3 separate regions of the Mus musculus genome follow, and all the other regions are linked to region 1. Evidence: chromatin contacts called from public HiChIP or PLAC-seq and promoter capture Hi-C data. All regions are on one chromosome and are shown on one strand. Each heading gives the region's core, a stretch centred on a gene start, on an enhancer-like site or on the middle of the called end of the contact. The rest is flanking DNA. Distances are from core to core; before and after follow the strand shown.

What was found. Promoter capture Hi-C pulls out the DNA fragments that hold promoters and counts their contacts. HiChIP or PLAC-seq counts read pairs in DNA pulled down with a chosen protein or histone mark.
Region 2: a FOXA1 HiChIP or PLAC-seq map of pancreatic cancer cells shows a contact between it and region 1. The contact joins the promoter of Cbx6 here to the promoter of Ankrd54 in region 1.
Region 3: a promoter capture Hi-C map of liver shows a contact between it and region 1, with 4 times the contacts expected there. The contact joins the promoter of Sun2 here to the promoter of Ankrd54 in region 1. A contact is called at or near these places in 3 of 39 promoter capture datasets (liver and pre-B cells) and 1 of 115 datasets of contacts at active chromatin or transcription factors (memory CD8 T cells).

Annotation. Positions count from the first base shown.
Region 1 is chr15:79,061,176-79,064,718 of GRCm38.p6, forward strand. Ankrd54 (ankyrin repeat domain 54) reads right to left here and starts at 1,684. Exons shown (of 8, transcript NM_144849.1): 1 at 1,298-1,684; 2 at 1-36. The coding sequence starts at 1,622.
Region 2 is chr15:79,832,470-79,836,012 of GRCm38.p6, forward strand. Cbx6 (chromobox 6) reads right to left here and starts at 1,864. Exons shown (of 5, transcript NM_028763.3): 1 at 1,674-1,864; 2 at 1,446-1,489; 3 at 1,233-1,298; 4 at 1,043-1,109. The coding sequence starts at 1,742. Npcd (neuronal pentraxin chromo domain) reads right to left here and starts at 1,864. Exons shown (of 9, transcript NM_001013362.2): 1 at 1,674-1,864; 2 at 1,446-1,489; 3 at 1,233-1,298; 4 at 1,043-1,109. The coding sequence starts at 1,742.
Region 3 is chr15:79,740,638-79,744,180 of GRCm38.p6, forward strand. It overlaps Sun2 (Sad1 and UNC84 domain containing 2), which reads right to left and starts at 1,899. Exons shown (of 18, transcript NM_001205345.1): 1 at 1,702-1,899. Gm16576 (predicted gene 16576) reads left to right here and starts at 2,061. Exons shown (of 4, transcript NR_045069.1): 1 at 2,061-2,274; 2 at 2,446-2,593.

The sequences.
Region 1 (3,543 bases), core at 434-2,933:
CGTTGGCATTGGCAGAGTCCCTCAGCCTCTTCAGAGCTATAGAGAGAGAAATGACAGTTTAAAAAACAAAACAAAACAAAACAAAACAAAAACCAGAACAAAACAGAAGGTGCATGGCTCCCTAGCCTCTCCTCAGCTCCACCTTCAGTCCCGGCTGAAGCAAAGGCGTCTGGATAGAACACACTGGCCCAGCAACAAGGAGAAACTGGATCGGGGCCATGGAGAGGCCACTTTCTGTAGCAAATCTGACTTCTGGAGCCAGATCTAATTGCTGCCACTTGTGGTAGCTGGCGACCTTGAGCAAGCCAGGTACTTATCCTGGGTCTCAGTCTATTATCTATAATACAAAGCTGAACTGTCCTGTCAGCTCCAAGCTGTTATAACGAAATTTGAGATTAATTTTTTTTAAGACAGAAAGGGTGTGAGGGTTTATTTAGTCCTTTCTGAGCTGATCACAGTCAACCTCTATGATCTGACTTCAAAGCAGGTCACTCCTAAACAACTTACCAAACTTGATAATTCCTAACCAGAAACCTTCCCTCTTTCAAAGGCATCGCCTCTATTTGAGAACTAACAGGAAGCAATACCTTAGCTGTTAGAAAGTGACCCAAAAAGTTGCAAACTAGATATAACAATTGCATGTCCAATATACCACTGTTTTGTTTTGTTTCAAATTCTCTTTTAATTTTTATAACACCAGTATACCAGGTCAAACGATGTTAGGTGTAAAAAGAAACCTTAAAACTTTCCATTCTTGCCAAGCTGTGGTGGCGCACGCCTTTATTCCCAGCACTTGGGAGGCAGAGGCTGGCGGATTTCTGAGTTCGAGGCCAGCCTGGTCTACAGAGTGAGTTCCAGGACAGCCAGGGCTACACAGAGAAACCCTGTCTCGAAAGACCAATAAATAAATAAATGTATCAAACAAGTGTTTGGCCCCTCGAAAAAGAAGAATATATGTTCAGAACCCTGCCTAACTTTTAACACCCTAGTAAGGCTGGTAGTGTACCATTCTACAATAGAAAACCGAGACCCTAAGTGACTATAGGTTGCCTACGAGCCAAGTGTGGGGCAGTCTGATTCAGATCTGTGCATTCACACAAGTTGGCTCTGGGCTCCCTCCTCTACTTATAAAAGTATTCTCCATTGTCCCACATTATTGTCTAATAACCACCCTCGGGAGTGTAAAGTTTTTATTCAGGGATGAACAAGTGGATGAAGACACGGTCCTCCGCAGCTCGAACCACTACGATCACTGCGATCACTCACAAGCAACCCCAGGGTTCCTGGCTGAGCTCACCGTGTACCTCCTTGCCGGTGGGCCCGAGCCGACGGTGGGGCCTGGCGGCACGCCTCAACCGCCCGGCGGGAATCTTGCAACGCAGTTCGTCGCGAGGCTCGACGTCCTGCTGCCACAGGACCTGGAGGTAGCGCAGCGAGGACTGGGCCCTGCCCACCGACCGGCCCGGGAGGCCGGCGCCGCTGCCCAGCGAAACGCCGAAGTCCGCGAAAGACACCAGGCCTCCGGCTTCCGCCAAAGGCTCCGGCGCCACCGCGCACTCGCCGTCCGAGCTCGAGCGGCCGGATCGCGACTCGTCGTCCGCGCCCCCGCCGGTGGCTGCCATGGCAACGGCTAGGCGCGGGCCTGGCAGCGCCAGCCTCGCTCCGAACCGACCAACGGACCCGCTTCCCTCCAGGAGAAGCCTCGCTGTCAGCGAACGGACGGGCGGGGCCTGCAACCACAGCAACAGAGTGCGGGCGGGTCGGACCGCGCCAGAGCAACGGACCAATCAGAGTTCGCACAGCCTTCACAGCACAGCCAATCAGGTAAGGAAGGCAGACTACAAGGCGAACACTGGTTTTCGGTAGTATGACTGGCGGACAAAAGAGCCAATCACAAATTAGAGTTGCTTTTGCACTAAGCGGTGTTACTACCAGAGCCAATAAAATAGCTGCGTTCAGGACACTCCTTTCTTCCTTTTCTTCCTGTGATAGCTCCGGAAAGACGAATGGCAAATGCTTTAGCCAATCAAGGTAAGAAGGTCTCCAGCCAATCGGAAAGGAAAGTGAAAAAACCAGAACTACTCTCGTGTAGGTGTGTTTTGAGTCAATGAACTCAAAAAAAAAAAAAAAAAAAAAAAAAAAAAAAAATCCAAACACACTATGATTTGGAGATACCATCACGAAATAGGCGCTAATATCTTCTAACGTAATAGATTTTCCTTTGTCGCGTTCTCTTGCCCTCTCCGGAATCGCTGCTTTACCCAAAAAATTATATTCTATGTAATTATACAAGAGTAACCCTGCAGTAGGCAGATTAACGAAGAGCAATTCCTCAGCCCTGAAAGTCCTACGGATCACTGGCCTGAACTTGACCCAAGGGAGGTACAAGTACACACACACAGCGCATGCAAGTCATTTATACTCTATCAGCTGGTAAATAAAATAGAAAACACTTAGAGAGCAAATAAATACCTGTAACACTACCTTGTGCTAATTAAAGGCCTTGGGTTATAGTCCTGTTCTGCCTACCCCAAGTTTGTGATTTGAGGGCACCTTCTTGGAGTTGGTCTTCTGACCTCAAAGGGTTGGTTTCTCCGTGTAGCCCTGGCTGTACTGAAACTGATTGTGTAGTCCATTAGGTCCCCAGACTCAGAGGTTCACCTGCCTCTGCCTCCTGAGGGCAAGGATTACAGATAGATGGATGGATGGATGGATGGATGGATGGGTGGATTACAGATGGATGGATGGGTAGATACTTCTTTACCTTTTTGTTTGTTTGGGGTTGGTTTTTTTGTTTTGTTTTGTTTTGTTTTGTTTTCTGAAACAGGGTTTCTAAGTGCAGCCTGGCTGAGCCAAAATTTACTCTGTGGACCAGGCTAGCTTCCAACTTACAGAGATCCAACCGCCTCTGCTTCCTTAAAAAATATTTTTTGTTTGTTGTTTGTTTGTTTTGAGACAAGATTTCTCTGCATAGCCCTGGCTGTCCTGGAACTCATGCTGTAGACCAGTCTGGCCTCGAACTCAGAAATCCACCTGCCTCTGCCTCCCAAGTGCCGGGATTGAAGGCGTGAGTCACCATGTCCAGCCTAAAAATATTTTTAATTGAAAAAAATTTTCATACAATAGATTTTGGTCATGCTTTCCTCTTCTCCAACTCCTCTAAGACCCTCCACACCTCCTTACCCACCCACCTTCATGCCCTTCCTTCTCTCATAAAAAACAAAACAAAACAAAACAAACACACATAACAACAAGAACAACAACTCCACAAAATGGCAAAGGACCAATGATACAAAAAATGGCCAAACAACGCAATATAAAACAAAAGTTTGCAAAAACAAAGTTGAGTTCATTTTCTGTTTGTCAACCACTCCTGGGTATAGGGCCCACATGGAAGTATAGTTTATCTATTCCTGAGACATCATTGAAGAACCCAGCCTTTGTGAGTTCATTTGTGTATCAGTCCTTTGTTGGGTGTGGAGAACATTGTTTCCTTGGAGCTATCCATCTCCTCTGGTTCTTTTTATTGTTTTTGCTTTTCAA
Region 2 (3,543 bases), core at 614-3,113, 770 kb after region 1:
GCTGGCGGAGGGGGCCAAGACAGCGCAGGGGGCCAAGACAGCGGGGTCTGGTCCACCCTTCCCCCACTGAGCTTGGAGCTCTTTGGACAAATTGGAGATTAAGAGGTTCTGCATCTTGCAGTCTCTTCTCCAAGGAGCTCTTCCCGTGTTGTGCTGGTGCCAAATTTGGTGAGAAGACCTGGGGCATCGTTAGTTCTTTAGGGAAACTACGGAGGCAGACACTGACCGCCTTGCATTAAGTGGCCATCAGGGATCGTCTTGCTCTCCTCTTCCCAGGCTCTGTTCTTCCTCATCAAAAACAAAACAAAACAAAACAAAACAAAAACAAAAACACCCCTAACTCTCCAAGATGGCTTCCCATGAAGTTCTTCGCTCTCTTGCCAAACAGGCTATGTTCACCATGCCCCACCCCATCTTCATTGGAACCTCCAGAAATATCAGGATTAGGGGTAGACAGGCTCAGGACCCGAAAGCTGGTAGTCCAGTGTGAATGATCAAATTCAGGTTGAAGTAATTTAAGGTCAAATTCAAGCCGGGCCCCCAAGTGCTATGGGAGAAGGTACAGAATACACTCCAAAGGAGGTGGGCAGTTATAGGGCATGGGAGGCCAGTGTTTTGCCAGGAGGTAAGCCTATCTATACTCAACAGCTCCAAGACTCTAAATCACAAAACAGGCCAGTGTGTTCAAGGCTGGAGGAGATGAAGGGTCTCACTAGCGAAAAGAACTTCCCAGTCACCTCCTCCCCTGAGTATGCCCCACCTGCTTCACTCACCCGCTTCCTGGAGCACAGTCGATCCCCCACCCCCAGTTCCTGGTTTCATCCCTGATTACCCCACTCCCAGGCCCCTCTGGCTGGGCTGGCTACGGCCCGCTGCCAGGGACTTGTCAGGGACTCACAACCACCCCCTGCCCAGCTGGGGCCCCTCTGGAAAAGCCTGCCCGCCTAGGCAGCGGCGGATCTGTCCCTCCCTTGCAGGCCGGCCCTGTGCTGCGCCCTGGCTGGGGGCCCGAGCGGGGGCTGCTGGGGCTGGGCCAGGTTACCTTTAGGAGGAAAGTTTTGGGTTTAGGTCCCCTCTTCTTGGGCCCATACAGCTCACGTTCCCTTTCCCTGTAGTCAAGAAACGCCAAAGATGAAAAAGGGTCCCTTCCTGGGCCCCACTCCCCGACCCTGCCCGCCTTTCCCGCTTCCCTGCGCGGCGCCCCACCGCGCCTGCCAGCTTCTCCAACTCACTTCTGCTCGAAGGCTGCGATGAGCCTCGAATCCAGAATGTTCTCCTCTGGCTCCCAAGTGCTGTACCTGCCGAGTCACGCGTACAGAAGAGCAAAATGAAAACCCAAGGGGCAGGGGCACACCGCGAGGGCTCAAGCACGCACCCCCTATCCAAGGCCCAGGTGTCTTCTTGCCGCCTCCCCAGTCCCCATGCCAACGACCCACGACACTCACTTGATCGCCCACCCTTTCCATTTCACCAGGTACTCGATGCGTCCCTGAAAAACAGAAAGGAAAAAAAAAAAAATAGGGGGTGGGGGTGGGGAAGATGCAGGGACGCGAGGAGGCGGCGGCGCGGGGGTGGCTGAGGGAACCCGGCTAGCCGGACCACTGCACCCCGAGGGCCCCGCGGGCTCCGACACCACCGCGGGGAACACAGGGCTGTCCCGGCCGAGGGCTCACCTTGCGGATCCGGCGTTTAATGATGGATTCGGCCGCGAAGACCCGCTCGCCTACTGCAGACAGCTCCATCTTGCTCAGCGGCACCCACAGCCCATAATACTCCCTGCTCCCGCGGCCGGTGCTGCACCGCTCGCGCACGCGCCCCAGCGCTCAGGCCCCCGGCGGGCGGGCGCTCGGCGGGGCGCGCGCTCGCGTTCCAGCTGCGGGCCGTCACGTGATGCTCCGGGCCTGAGCGCCGTTGCCAGGGCCTCCCCCTCCCCCGGGGCGGTTGCTAGGGAAAATGAGCGCTCGCGGGGCGGGGGCGCGCGAAGGCTCTTAAAGGGGCCTGTCCTCTCCCCCGCAGTCCTGGCGGGAGACCGATGGATGCTTGGCTGCTGCCAAGCCGAGTGAGGTGCAGTGCAATCCTACATTGTCCCACTTCATCCTGCAGGCCCAGGATCCCTGCCACCTCCTACCCTCCTTGTAACTCCTCATGCCAGAATTGCCAGGCCCTCGACAGAGAGATGCGATAGGCCCAGGAGTCTCTAGGCGCTGTGCATCCTCCTGCAGACGTTTGCAAACAGTTAAATATGATACAGCAGAAATGCATTCACTGCAGCTTTGCCAGGCCTTGTGGGGATTTCTTTAACACATCACCCCATCCATTATTTATGTATTCGTGGGAGTGTGGTTTTGTAACCGGTTCAGATAAGTTAAAACAAAAACGCCACAGCAGGAAGGGGGCGGCGGGGGGGGGGGGGTGACTGCAGAGGTGACCCAGGCCTGCGACCATGGTCTCAACACCTACAAGTAGACCTTGGCGAGTGTGTTTATAAACCAAAGAGAGAGAGGTCTCAAAAGAGAACCGCAGGGCATCCCAGATTGAGTCCAAAGCAGTCTTTCTTTGGGTCACTCAGCAGAACCCGCCTTCATGGTCAAATCTGTATTGGGATTTTCAGGCCGCAGGCCACAGCATAATTCTACAAACCACAGCTGCAGGAATGACTCCGCCATTGCTCCTGGGAGGCGCAAGTGGGATCTGGAACTTTCCCTCTTGGATGTAGCCCACCTCGCTGGAAACACACATTGAAAAATTATTTAATCGGAGTTTCCATTAGGCCAGTGGTCTTGTTCTTTGCAAAAAGAAAAAAAAATTAACCACATATAAATAAGGAAACGAAAGGGAAGGAGCAATTCATAACCTGTATTAAGTCATTGGGGTCCTCTAGCCCAGTTCTTTCCCTAAACTCGGGCCTGCATGAATATGCATAGATACATCACCTACTTGGAGAACACAGGCACACATGTTCTATCTATTTAAATGTTTAAGCACTATAGGGTTGTACTATTCACACTGGAGATGCTATCCTCCCTTAATGATATTGATTGGACATTAACACTGATTTTGCTCTGTTCACCTGTTGTCTAGGGCTGGGCTGGAGGAGGGGTGGGGATTTGTAAGGGTCAGGATTATCTTTTGATTTCATGATTGGCTTATTAGAATGGGGTGGGGGCACAGGGTTGTACAAGTCTCCCCGCGATTGCACCATTTCTTGAAGGTGCAAATTCACTGATGAAAATCTCAGCTTTCCATCCCTGCACGCCTGCAGATATGTATAGAAAGTACATTGACTGAAATCCTTCTGCTCCCCCTCAAAGTCTTTATGCTACTGAGAAAATCCTCTTAGCTGGCAAGACAGCAAACCTGAGGTGAACATCACCTAAGTAGAGAGTTGTTCTGCCCCGGTGGGGTGGCGTGGATGAGCAGGTAAGTTGAATGTGTGGGTGTCTGTGCTTGTGCAAGCTGAGGAGGCCACAGGATGAAGAAGATGGCCACCTATCCACATAGCAGATCACTCAGCAGTCTTTGTGAGCCATTGTGGAAGCTTTG
Region 3 (3,543 bases), core at 649-3,148, 680 kb after region 1:
ATCATCACCCATCTACAGGGAAGAACCTGGAATGCTAGCCTGCAGGTGAGAGCCAGGTCTCTCTGCTCAGACCTGACAGGCTGCAGGGCCTGGACATTTGCATTCCATCAGAAGGTTTGCAAGTTGTTTGTTTGGGGAGTGTTACAGCTCCATATAGCATGCACTTGGAACATGGCTGTAAACTGCGTGGTTACATAGCAGTTACACAACCAATATTTGTTAACAGAAGTAAGGCAGGAGGTGGAGCTGTTGTGTGGTCTTGCAGTCAGTCTAGCCTATAGAACAGTTACAGTCACCACATGGGGTGGAGTGAAACTGATAAGAAGACCAAGGTGAAAACAACAAGTGAAGATAAACAAATCTTTCAGGCACGGGACCCAGCTTCAAATCTCAGAATATCAACCCAGGAATCTCACCGAGCCTGGGCTAGCAGGATTACAAAACTTTAGATCCCAAACCCATCCAAAATGAGTTCCTGGTACTTGTGACTTAGTATTGTTTCTGCTATTCCTGGTGGATAGTGACCTCGCATGGTGGGAAACACCCAAACCCAGACCACAGAAACCAGAAGGTCAGGTTCATCCAGCTAGAAAGACAAGTAGCCTCCTGTCTGGGCTAACTGGCATCTTCCCAGGTGGGATGCCCATCTGGCATCTCTCACTCTCTTCGACTGGTGTTGGTAAAGGGACCAAGTGGTAGTAGCCAAAGCAGGAAGTTGCCTTGGTCCTGGGTTGTATTCCAGTCCTTATAAGGTAGTTCCCCCCATGACTGCCACCCCCACCTGACAGCTCCAGATGCCCATATGCTCCACCTCTTAACCCCTGCCCCGCTGTAGCACATGAAGCCTTTGCCAGGGGGGAAAAGAGTGTAACATGTTTATACAGTGCCCACGCCGCTGTTGCAAGAATCTAAACGTTCTGAGTAGGTGGAGAGGTGGGGCACCGAACACTGCCCCGTGTGCCACCTCCCAGCACTCCCAGAGCGGTGTGGACCTTATCTTTATCTTTCATATTCATCCTGTTGTCACAAAATAGTTTGCCACAGCGGCCATCCAGATTACACAAGATGACAAAGGTCTACCGTGGGGAGCCGCTGAGATAGACACTCCTCCATCCCGCCATTAGTTACAAAACCCTCAAATAAAACATACTTTCCTACTGCAGAGCCTTGGTCCCGAAGATTCCCCTATCCTGGGGAATATTATACGTGACATTTCCACTCCATTTCCCCTGGGACACAAAAAAGTGCTCCAGGCGCTCACCCTCTGTCCTGGCTCTAAGTCACACCCCGGAGCGCGCTGGCTTTGTTTTGTTTTGGTTGGGTTTGGCTGTTTTGGAACTGAGCTAAAAGGGCCCTCCCCCGTACCCCATAACTGTGACAGGCAGCGGTGGCGCAGGCTGAGAACTTCCAGTGCCAGGACTCGGCCTGTGGCACAGCCCTGGTCCGGTTTGGGGCGGCTGGGTCTTGGCTGCCCTCCTCCCCGGAGGCTGCTGGGGAAGTCCCGCCTGGGGACAGCGCCCTCCCCGTGACCGCGATGCGTCAGGGCGCCGGCCCGCGAGTGTCCCGGGGCGTGCGTCGCGCAGGGGCTGGAGTGGCCCGGCCTGGCCGGACAGGGAGGCGCAGGCCCGCGCTTTGGCCGGACGGCGACCCGGGTCAGGCGGGCGCGGGGCCGTGGGGAGGCGGGCCCAATCCCTTCTTTACCTTGCGTGGTTCTTCCCGCGTCGGAGTCCCCCGGGCGGCGCCGCGCACTGGGCCGGGCCGGGCCCGGGGCTGGGGCTGAAACGCGCGCGGAGCGGAGACGCGGGACGGCGCGGGGTCGGTGAGCGGACAATGCGGCCGGCAGAGGACCGCGCTGCGCGAGTGGGGCAGGGCGGTGCGCGCGTGGCCGAGTGTGTATGTGTGCGCCTGTCAATCAACGCTGACAGCCCACAAGTCATTGGCCGGGCCCAGCCGGCCCGCCCCGCCCTCTGCCGCCGCCCATTGGTTGATTTGAACACAAAGGCTCCGGCTCGGCCCGCCCTCCGCGTGGGCCCTGTAGTCCGCGCGTGGGAGGCGGGGGCGAGTACGACCTCCAGGCTGTGGGACCCGAGCGTTCCCTCGCGCATCCGTGCCCACGCGCGCGCGGCGCCGGAGCTCTAAAGGCTTTAGGTGCGGGAGCACACAGGGTGTCATGAAATTGGCCCCAGGATAGGGTCCTGACGCGGCCCCGCGCGGGTGGTTTGGACGCTTACCAGCGTCAGCCGTGTCTGCCCATTTTAAAGACGAGGGAAACAGGTCCGTGGAAGTTTTTTTTGTTTCTTATAAAGAACCCACCCAGAGGGGAAGTTGAGTCTAGAAGATTAATACTATTTAATTTTAAGGTTGAATTTTAAATTCCAAGGTGGGCAGGATACCCATCTTCCCGCACCACCTATTTTTGTTGTTGTTTTTGTTTTTCCAAGACAGGATTTTACTGTCACGGAGATCCACCTACCCCTCTGCCTCCCAGGTGCTGAGATAAGAGTGCACCACCATGTCCAGTCAGAAACCCCAAGTTTGACAGCAGCTTTTCTGTTTTAAAGAAGGCTCCATCCACAGCTGGTTGCAAGAGAAGGTAGGGCTGGCAACACGGTTCTCCTACTTTCCTCCCCCTGGGATGAGTTCCTGACTCCACGGACCTGTCCCCTCCCACCACCACCCCATCTCTCTCTCTCTCTCTCTCTCTCTCTCAAACACACACACACCCCGCCCCCAGAAGATAAAGGAGTGCGACTGGGGATAAACCACTTCTGTTCAATATCTTCTAAGGATGATGAGATCCGGTGTCCTTCACTTTAAAATGCCAAGGGGGTGGGGGGAACTGGGACAAGAAAGACAGTGGTGGTTCACGCCTTTAATCCCAGCACTGGGGAGGCAGAGGCAGGCAGATTTCTGAGTTTGAGGCCAGCCTGGTCTACAGAGTGAGTTCCAGGACAGCCAGGGCTATACAGAGAAAGCCTGTCTCGAAAAGAAAAAAAAAAAAAAAAAAAAAAGCTGGTATCCAAAGGCAGTAGGAAACTGAGGAAATACACACACCCTCATTTTGGATTGGTTCCACTGCCAAATAAAACCAGATCCCCTTTCTAGACCTCCATTGTCCCATCTGGAAATGAGATGCTGTCTACCCTTACAGTATCTTTGGACAATTATGCTAACTATCTTCTTCTTCTTCTCCTTTTCCTTCTTCTTTTTTTAACTTTATTTTATTTAATTTATTTTTATTAGATAAGATTACAGAGGGGAACAACCTTGACCTCAAGAGTAGGGCCACATTCAGACTTTATGGTCCTCCATTTTTAAATTTATTTATTTATTTTTGCCGCGGGTAGTGCCTTCCCCATCTTATAGCTCTGAGGTGGAGCACACGCACAGACAGCCCACATGAGGGCTCTAGAACAACAATAAAGTTATGTTTCTACCCACATGGGTATAAAGATGATACTTTATTATCATGTTGTAATGCTTTTCTTGATTTATAAGACATCAACATGAACTTGATGTCCTCGCTTGGTTCCCGGCTGCTGC